Regions from separate parts of the Capsicum annuum genome. Here region 1 is linked to region 2. A link is a contact called in public Hi-C data. All regions are on one chromosome and are shown on one strand. Each heading gives the region's core, a stretch centred on a gene start, on an enhancer-like site or on the middle of the called end of the contact. The rest is flanking DNA. Distances are from core to core; before and after follow the strand shown.

Region 1 (5,157 bases), core at 2,545-5,044, 87 kb before region 2:
GACCAAAATTTGTCAAATGTCAAGATCTTGGAGGTGGAAAAAATTGCGTACCAGCCATGAAAGTGTTAATTAGGGGAGCAGAATATAGAGAAGTTTCTAGAAAATGTGACCCATCCGTGGCCACCGCAGCAGGAGCATCACCACCACTGCCTGCAGTTGCGTTATTCGCAACTGATGTGGCGGTGCCTGCCACGCCAATGAGGTTATGCGGCTGTGGCATTGGATCACCACCCGATGAGCTGTCACCACCACCAACATTATTCATATAATTATACTCATGATCATCACCTTGATCATATAAAATTCCTTTGAATATATGTCCATTAATATCAACAACAGCTTGATATGCTATTTGATCTTCAGTTTCTTCAATTGAGCTCATTCTAACACGTTGAAACACAGCTGTTGAATTTACTTTTGATGGAAAATTATTTGCCACTTCTAACCCTAAAACATAAAATAAAATAAAATAAAAAGACAACAACATTAGAAAGACATTATTAAGCAAAACATGTTACAATAAGTAAGCATTATTAGTAATTAACACTATTACATGTAAATTAAAGAGCTAGAGATGGAATTGACCTAAGTTTAGACAAAATAAAATCATGTACATTTACATATATCCCTTACTAGAAGTGTAAAGTTGAGTCCTGAAAATAAAGTTTTCTAATATAAAGAGCATTATAACTTTTATAGTGATTTTCTATCAGAAATTAAATCATGGGTGAAGCTAGAGTATGAAAGCAAGTTCAGTAGAATCAATCTTCAATAGCTCAAAAAGATTAAAACTTTGAACTCATGAGCTTCAAATTTTGACTCAATCTCTATCGAAAATGGATTTAGAATTTAAAGTTATTAATTCTGAATATTGTTTATGTACATATTCAATAATTATTCAATAATTTCTCAACAAATATACAGGATTTCAACCAGAGTTACCTTTACATCCCATGTTAGTTACACCCTAAATTACTTTTTATAGCGTAAACCTAAAACTAGTCGAGTTAGTAAATTTCATTCGTGGACAAGTAAATTTCATACACTGACTCTACCTCTATCGAAAATGAATTCAGAATTTAAAGTTTATTGATTCTGAAAATTGTTTTATGTACATATTCAATGATTTCTCATCAAATATGCAGAATTTGAACCAAAGTTACCTTTACATCCCATGTTAGCTACGTCCTTAATTACTTTTTATAGCGTAAACCTAAACTAGTCAAGTCAGTGAATTTCATACGCAGACAAGTAAATTTCATACGTTGTCTCTAGCTACCTCTATCAAAATTGGATTCAGAATTTAAAGTTTATTGATTCTGAAGATTGTTTTATGTACATATTCAATGATTTCTCAAAAATATATAGGATTTGAACAAAAATTACCTTTACATCCCATGTTAATTACGTCCTTAATTACTTTTTAGTGTTAATCTAAACTAGTTGAGTAAGTAAATTTCAGAAACGACAAGATTACATGAAGAGAAAGATAGGGCTTTCTTTGACATTTTTTTGATAGGAATACCAAGAAACAGTGATGATGAGAAAAAGAGACAAAAGAGAAAAGAAAACAAAGCTGATAGATTTCACTGTTACTACAAAGGGGAAGTTCAGTTTTTTTTTTTTGCAGTATTCAATCATCATAACAGTAGTTAATTATGAGTACTCTTCAGCGTTTAGTCAATCAAATTTCAGTACATGAATTTATGAGACAGTAGAACCGAAATAAGAATTTTATGTTTTATAATTTTTTTATTTTTTTAAATTAATTTATAAATTTTGAATAAATTATTTACATTTATCAAGTGAATTTATACGAACATATATATAAGGTCTAAACTCGAAACCAAAATTATTGAAGTTTATTAAATCCTTTAGGTAGAACATTAGCCACATAAAATGAAGGGATTTAATCTCCTTATAGGGTAAAAATAATTTCTTTTACATATAAGACTAGAAAATTTTGAATTCACTAAGACCTAAGGAAAGATACATGTTAAATCTCAAAATGTGGTGCTTTTGAAATTTTTGAATTTTCTTATTAGAGTTTTGGTCTTTGTAGTAAAAGACAACGGAAGAAAATGATGAACTAAGACAAGAGTAAAAAATCTTCGGATCCCTTCAACATAAGGGAAATCCAAGTGTCACATTCTCGAATTCCCTAGTCAGAATTTGTGGTAGAGCTACCTCTATAGTGAAGAACGATAGAAGAAAAGGAGGAATTAATAAGATAAAAGTATAAAATCTTGGATCCCTTCAACTTAAGGGAAGTCCAAGGGAGATCTTCTAGCTTTTTTTCTTTCGAATTTCATTAGAAGAATATATGATGAAACTTTTAACTACATCACTGCAGAATGAATGATTGAAAAAAAAAAAATGAGAAATTAAGATGAGAGCATAAAATCTTGGATCCCTTTAACATAAGGAAAGCCCAAGCATGACATTCTCGAATTTTTTCAAATACCCTTGTCAGAATTTATGACGAAATTTCTTAGTTTCACCATAAAGAACATTGAAGAAATTAAGATAAGAATAAATTTTAGATCCCCTCACCATAAAGGAAACTCAAGCATTACGTTCTTGAATCTTTTTGAATTTCCTTATCAGAATTTATGATGAAATTTTTAACTTTGCCATGAAAGAACGATTGAAGAAAGTAAAATATAATTGTAAGATCCCCTCAATATAAGGAAAACCCAAGCGTGATGTTCTTGAATTTTTTTCAACTTTTCTTGTCAAATTGTAGTAAAACTTTTAGCTCTACCACTATAGCAGTGAAGGACAATTGGAAACAATAAAATAAAAGGAAAGGAAAAAAATAAGAAAGACAAAAATATTACCAGTGATTGGATCATCTTTTTGCCTTTTGAACTTATTTTCTTCTTGTTGATTCAAAGAAGCAAGTTGTTGTTGCCTTTCTCTTCTTTTAGCAGCTGGAACCCAAGTACTTTTCACATGTGTTTGACATTGAAAACCTCTACTCTTACAACAAGTCCTACATCTCATATGTTGGCAATCTTTCTTAGCTTGGTTACCACAATCTTGACAACTAATTGCTCCACTATTACTACTTCTCATCATCATAAAATTAGACATAGATCTTGAATTATTGAGCCCTCCATGATGATCATGACTAGGCCCAATATCTAATCCAAATGGATTAATAATTGAATTTCGAAGAAGTTGGTAATTTTGTTCGTCGTGATGAGATTGTTGTTGTTGTTGCCATAGTTCGAAACCTTTGTATGTTGGTAATTCTTGATAATGATTTTTGTACAAGAACCAATTGTGTGTACTTGTGTTTTCTTGATGATGACGATAATTTTCTTGACTACTTGTTTCTTCTCTTCCTACTCCTCCTAGTGAAAAGAATCCAGCCATTTTTCTATATATAATTGTGACTCAGAATCCATAACATAAGGACACACAGAGACTACTTTTGATACGATTCCATAGAATCAAGAACGAGCTCTTGGTCAGTCAACAATATCCAAGAACTTTTGATGTATGAATAAGCCACGAGCTTCAATTTTGATGATGTCCTCTCGTCAATTTTTTTTTTAAATTTCAGCCTTGCAACCGTACTTTCTCCTAACCGAACCCATAATCTTTGCTTTTCACATAAAGTTCCTTGATTTTCTTGATTTGTGAGATAAAAGAAAGAAGAAGAAATTAAGGAAGAGTGGTCTTTTTCTCACTCACTCTCCCTTAATTTACCTTTCTTAAGAAAGAAAAAAGAAAAGAACTAAAACAAAGTTGAATATCACCAATGTATGTAAGTGTGTAAGGGGAGAGTAATTGTATAGGGGAGTATATAAATAGTCTTTATCTTCTCTGTTATAATTTACGTGATATTATTTAATTTTAGACGAGACTTAAAGAATGAGAGGAAGTGTTTTCAAATTTGTAATCTCAAATAAATGTAGAAAAAATGATATTATTTTTTAAATATTTTTTTTAAATAAATTAAAAAGAAATATGTGTCACATAAATTGAGACGAAGAGAATATTATTACTCGTTTTCTTTTTTATAACTCTTTCCTTTTAATTCCTTCTCAAAGAAAATGTCATACTACTATAATTAGAAACAATTTAGTTTTAATTTTTTTATCATTAATAAAATAATTATAATCACACAAATATCTAAAGATAATTTTAGATCATAAATTTAAAAACATATTATATCAAATTAAAGGATGTCATAAAACAGAACGGTGGTAGTACTATCTAGAAATTGTGAGAGCAAATTGCATTTCATTTAAAAATACCGAGGAAGGACTTTTGGTGATAATAGAGATTAGGGAGCTGTTTGTCCATGAATAAAAAATATATTTCAAGTATATATTTAATTTGATAATCAAATAAATATTTTAAAATAAAGTAAAAATTATATTTTAAAATATTATAAATAATATTATCAAACACATACCAAATATATGGGAAAGATTTTTCTTATAATTTGGTTGTATTTGGTGGGGAGCATTTAAGAGGTACGTAGCCGCCAATGGCCTGAAAAAATGGCAACAATTTAACTCTCTTTCTGCCAAGTGCCAACTCTCTGATTTTGTCCTGTGCTGCTTGCAGCCACACCAATTTAAGTTTTGATTTTGTTTGTCTCTGTGTTTAACCCAATCCACACTAATAGCCCGTTTAAAAATAAATATTTTACTTTAGTAAAAGTTATAATATTTAATTATAAGAATTTTAAATATAATTTAAAATTATATTTTAAAAAATTAAAAAAATTATTTTAACTTTCCTCACAAAAAGTAAAAAAAAAACTTCAATTTATTTCACTATTAAACGCAATTTCAACTCTGAAAGATTCTAATCATGATCAAACACCTACTAAAATTGATTATATATTTTGGATTGAAAGTAGTTGTGGCGCTATTCGCTATGTGAAAGCTAATCATTTGCAAATTATAAAGAGGGATAGATCAGGCAACAAATAATAATATAATAAAAAAATATATCATTGATATGATTTGATCAACTCATCTATATATAAAAAATTAATTTAAAAAATATAAAATTTATTAGAAAAAAATCTCCTCTTAAATAAGATTCTTTAAACGACTATATCGTAGATGTTATTGTGTTCTGGTATGACAAAACAGATCTTCTATTTATAGAGTTTTAAAATTTTTTCTCCAA
Region 2 (4,892 bases), core at 2,249-4,748:
CCCCACCTCCTCACGATACACACCCACCACCTAAAAAATGGTAGAAAAGATAGGAAGGGTGATAGAGAAAATAATGAAAATAAGAAAGATTGAGAAATAATAGAAAATAGGGGGGGAGTGATGGTAATTGAGATGAAAAGGGTGTGAGAGAGAGGGAAAGCAAGTGAGAGAGAGACAAAAGGAGGGGAGATATTTTTTCGGTGAATCCTTACTGGAGAACGCTGCAGCCTTCTCTAAAATTCACCTATTTCTCCAATTTCGTCGTCGGCTGATCTCGTCGGAACTTTGAAAAAATAAACCAATCATTGTCCACTCTTTTCCGACCAAAACTGATGCGTTTGGGTCATCTCTGACGAGATTACGCCTGAATAACATCAAAAATCAGTTGGAAAACATCAGTCAGTTCCGATGAACAACTTTCTTCATCTTAAAATGACTAAAACAAACCTATTACGCATAAAAATCAGATGGGGTCTTCTCCATTTCTAGATTCATAAGTCAAAATTCGTGACGGAACAGGAACGAGTGTAATCGGAGGTCGAGTTTTGTTTCAAGATTTTGATCTCGGTTCTAGTCGGGAGGATTATTCCAATTGAAAAAGTATTTGAGGTCCAATTCTCTCTTGTCTCCCCTTAATTTTTATGTGATTGTGAATGATTTGTGTGTTTAGCATGCTTGAATCTTTGTTGTATGTATGTGGTTGATGTTGGAACTTGGGTCTTGAAAAATCTAAGTGATAGTCAAAGAATTAGTTAATTGTGAGTGAGGATGAAATTTGGGGGAGGATTTAAGAATCGAATAAGGTGAATGTTGATTATTTTAATTCATTGATGGATGTTGTTGAATTCGGTAGTATCATATTTTAGGCCAAAAATTTAATAGGAAAATCTTAGGTTGGGTAGGCAACTCGTAGGATTCTATATCATTGAATGTATAAATATTTGTGTTGAGTGATTTCTCCATTGTTATTGCATTTCATCAAATGTATTTATTTACCGGGGAATGCCCCAAAGTGTCATGTACGTAAAGGAAGCGCGTGATCAAGGCCCGAGGCATCGGATAAAGTATAGTTAGGACAATTAGAATAGTTTAGGTTTCATTTCAGCATTTTTGTTTTGATTTGTAATAAATTGGACTGGACACTATTTTAGGAGTTTTGATTGTATTGGTTGTTTGTTTTCTTGTTTCTGTGTTAGTTTATACATTCTACAATGTCGTTCTAACCGATATACTCCACAAAGCGACCATAGTCGAACCATGGGACCGAGTGGTGCCTCACACTTTTTCATCGATCAACAAAATTCTTTAACCAAAATCTCTGTTCGTAGACCAATTTTGAAAGAGTCAAAAATTATTTTGAAAAGGAATTTCCAAAGGTGACTTGGTACACCAGATTTATGCCAAGTGGCAACTCCGAGTTTTGATTGTTAAAAATCCTTTTCGGAACAAACTTTATCTTTTGTCACTTAATAATTAAAATTCTTTTCAATCTTAAAATTATATTTTTTTGGTAAAAAAGGGGTGTGACAATTTTATACTAATAAGTTTACCTACTCAATATAACAACAACAACAACAACAAACCCAGTGTATTCCCACCAAGTGGGGTCTGGAGAGGGTAAAATGTACGCAGTCCATACCGTTACTTTCGAAGAGGTAGAGAGGTTGTTTCGGATAGACCCCCAGCTCAAGATAATGAATAGTCAACAAGGTCATAGTAATATATGACACGAAATGGGTGGCATAAACGAAATAAGAAATGAGAAATAATAACAGTAGAGCTAAGCGAGCCATGAAAAAGAGCAATACAAAAATTAAAATAAAAACAGAAAATAAGAAATAAGAAAAAGGTAAGGAAGAGAAAAAGAGAAAAAGGCGGCCCCTAGGAGTAGCATACACTAGTGGCTTCTACCAATGTACACAGTCGTAGGCTTACTAACCCGGCTACAACGGATCTCCCTAACTACTAGTTACAACCCACCCACGCACTAGCCTTCTACCCTTATTCGCGACCTCCACACCTTCCTATCTAGGGTCATGTCCTCAGACAGCTGTAACAGCTCCATGTCCTATCGAATCACTTCTCTCCAGTACTTCTTCGACTAACCTATAATCTCCTGACACCATCCAAAGCTAGCCGATCGCACCTACGCACTGGGACATCCATGCCGCTCTTCATCACATGCCCTAACCATCTCAGGGTTCCTTCCTGCATCTTGTCCTCCACCGAAGCCACTCCCGCCTTCTCCCGAATAATCTCATTCCTAACTCTATCTCCTCTAGTACGTCCACACATCAAATGCAACATTCTCATTTCCGCTACCTTCAATTTTTGAATATGGAAGTTCTTGACTGGCCAACACTCCGCACCATATAGCATAGCTGGACGGAATGCCACTTTGTAGAACTTGCCTTTAATCTTCAAGGATATCTTCTTATCACACAACACTCCCGAGGCGAGCCTCCACTTCATCCAACCTGCTCCAATACGTTTAGAGACATCCTCATCAATCTCACCATTCCCTTGAATCATAGACCCGAGATACTTAAAACTGTTCCTCTTACAAACATCCTGGGAATCCAACCTCACCACCACTCTGTCCTCCTGCTTCGATTCACTAAGCTTGCATTCCAAATACTCCGTCTTGGATCTACTCAACCTAAACCCCTTAGATTTGAGGGTTTGCCTCCAAACCTCCAATTTATCATTGACACTCCCCCCGCGTCTCATCAATTAGCACCAAGTCATCTGCAAATAGCATACACCAAGGCACCTCATCTTGAATACTCTGTTATGTGATACATATATGTGCCATAATTTCAGTTGATATTAATTCTTACTTGAGCTATAGTTGTGGCTGCAATAACTGAATTTTATTCAGGGAGAGTTAGCAACAGAGACCTTAAAGCATAACTCTAGTAGAAAAAACAACTCTCTACTATAAATTTGTCTGGAATATAACGCAGGTGTTAAGTGTGTTTTCTTACTCACAGAAAAAATCAGACAAGCAAAGCCTAACCTTCATCTTCCAGAAAGTCATTGAATAACTCCTTTTTTTTTTAATAACCGTGGCGTCCGAGCCAGCTTGCGGCACCTCGACTAAATCCACGGAAAAAGTGATTGAAATTGAATAACTCTTTTGAGTATTCGTTTTTAAAAGAAAAAAAAAAATCTTATCCCAATAATTAAGTGGAAACAGACAATTTTTTCTCAACAAAAATTCAACTCAATATAATCATGTGGTAGTACATTCAGCAATAGAAACCAACTAATTGAGGTATTTCTCTATAATTGCATAGCACCCTTATGAAGAAAATAAAACAAAATCAGCATGTTACTTCTCCCAAAAGAAGTTAGCCGCATAAATCACATTAAGTAGATAATTTTGAGTACCATTCTTGTCCACAATAAGTAGTCAGAACAATATCTACCTTGCTCCTCATAGTTTCCTTTTGTACCTCACTCTTAAGCAACTCCGTCTCCTAGAATTTCAAACACATATAAATAAGTATAAAAGTAAATTACCACAAAAGGGAAAAGAAGAAATATGCTTCACGAATCTAGTGAATACAGGAAGACAATGAGGGGTTAATTTTACAAGACTTTCATATTTAAAATCTACTACATCCTCAATCAATATCTCAAGGTTAGCATGTCCTATTAAACGAAAATATATCTAGTTGAAAAACATAACTAGAATGAAGAAGTTGTCAGCATTAAACTTGCTCATTTTCACCATCCCACTTTATATAACGATATTTTACTAAGGAGATAGTTTAGATATTAATTCAGCATATATTATTACTACTAGTCGCACGAGGCCCGTGCTAAACCCGGATCCAAATTTAATTAATGTAATTTTAATCAAATAAGATAAGTGTAATTTATGTTATTTTTATTGCATAATTAATCTAGTGTAGTTGCATTTAATCATATTTTTTTATAAGTATCTTAATTATTATGTTCCTTAATTAAATAATTTGATAAATTTTAAAGAAAAAAATTATTTATGAGAAAGCAAGTTTAGCAAAACATTAACAAATACCAAAAGGACAAGTAATTTGATTTTATACAGACTAACCCGCTAAATTATGATATTTGTAACTATATAAATGGAGAAATATATTTTTTTGATACTATTAATTTTTCACACATTATTTTTGTAAGTCGTGAACTTACCTTGAATGAAATTCAAGAAATTCCAAAAACTTTTAATTAAATGATTTAAAATATTTTGTACAAATTATATTTTTCCTAAACCTGTAGAAAAGAATATAGAGGGGAACATATGATATTAAATCATTTAATATAAATAAGATCTAATTTATGCTTCAATTGAAAAAAAAAAATATATAGCAATAAATTTACCTTAATTTTACCAAGATGCAAAAGGACAAAGAGGTAATTTACTTTACTTCCTTCCTTCCATATTTGGCATTTTTAGCTTTCACACGACTATATTTTTTTAAAGAAAAAATATCAGGAAGATGTTGACTTTTTTTTTTTTTTTCAATTTTATACTTAATTAGATATATAAATTTTATATAATCAAAAAATAATATTAAATTGATACCATTATTTGTTGAGGATAATTTAGTAAAAATATGTTTTCTTTTAAAGGTGTATTACGTGTTAATGATTACTTTCTTCGTTTCAAAATAGTTAGCATTTTTATTAAAAAATATTTATCTCAATGAATTTCATTTTTTTTAAAATCTTTTTCATATATAGAAAATAAATTTTAGTATTACATCGTTTCTATCTACGTCAAAAATTAGATAGTTAACTAAAGAAAGTCGTCACTGAAAACGAAAAGTGAATGAGTTGTATATAAAATTAAGAGAGAAATTTCAACATATATTCAGATGAAACAAGATATAAAGACAAGAAAT

What was found. Hi-C and Micro-C count contacts between places; a contact is called where the count stands out from the background.
Region 1: a Hi-C map of leaf shows a contact between it and region 2, with 2.4 times the contacts expected there. The contact joins the promoter of LOC107869793 here to the enhancer-like site in region 2. A contact is called at or near these places in 2 of 5 Hi-C or Micro-C datasets (leaf and placenta).

The regions. Positions count from the first base shown.
Region 1 is chr4:18,470,592-18,475,748 of UCD10Xv1.1, reverse strand. LOC107869793 (protein EXPRESSION OF TERPENOIDS 1) reads right to left here and starts at 3,794. Exons shown (of 2, transcript XM_016716224.2): 1 at 2,841-3,794; 2 at 1-447. The coding sequence starts at 3,381. The coding sequence ends at 20.
Region 2 is chr4:18,383,932-18,388,823 of UCD10Xv1.1, reverse strand. No RefSeq gene overlaps it. Among protein-coding and RNA genes, the nearest start is that of LOC107869794, 46 kb to the right of the region's middle. Within about 2 kb of position 3,498, at least 1 of the 5 cell types and tissues checked has an H3K27ac peak or open chromatin away from gene starts, as enhancers often do. A contact at or near this core is called in leaf, where this site is marked.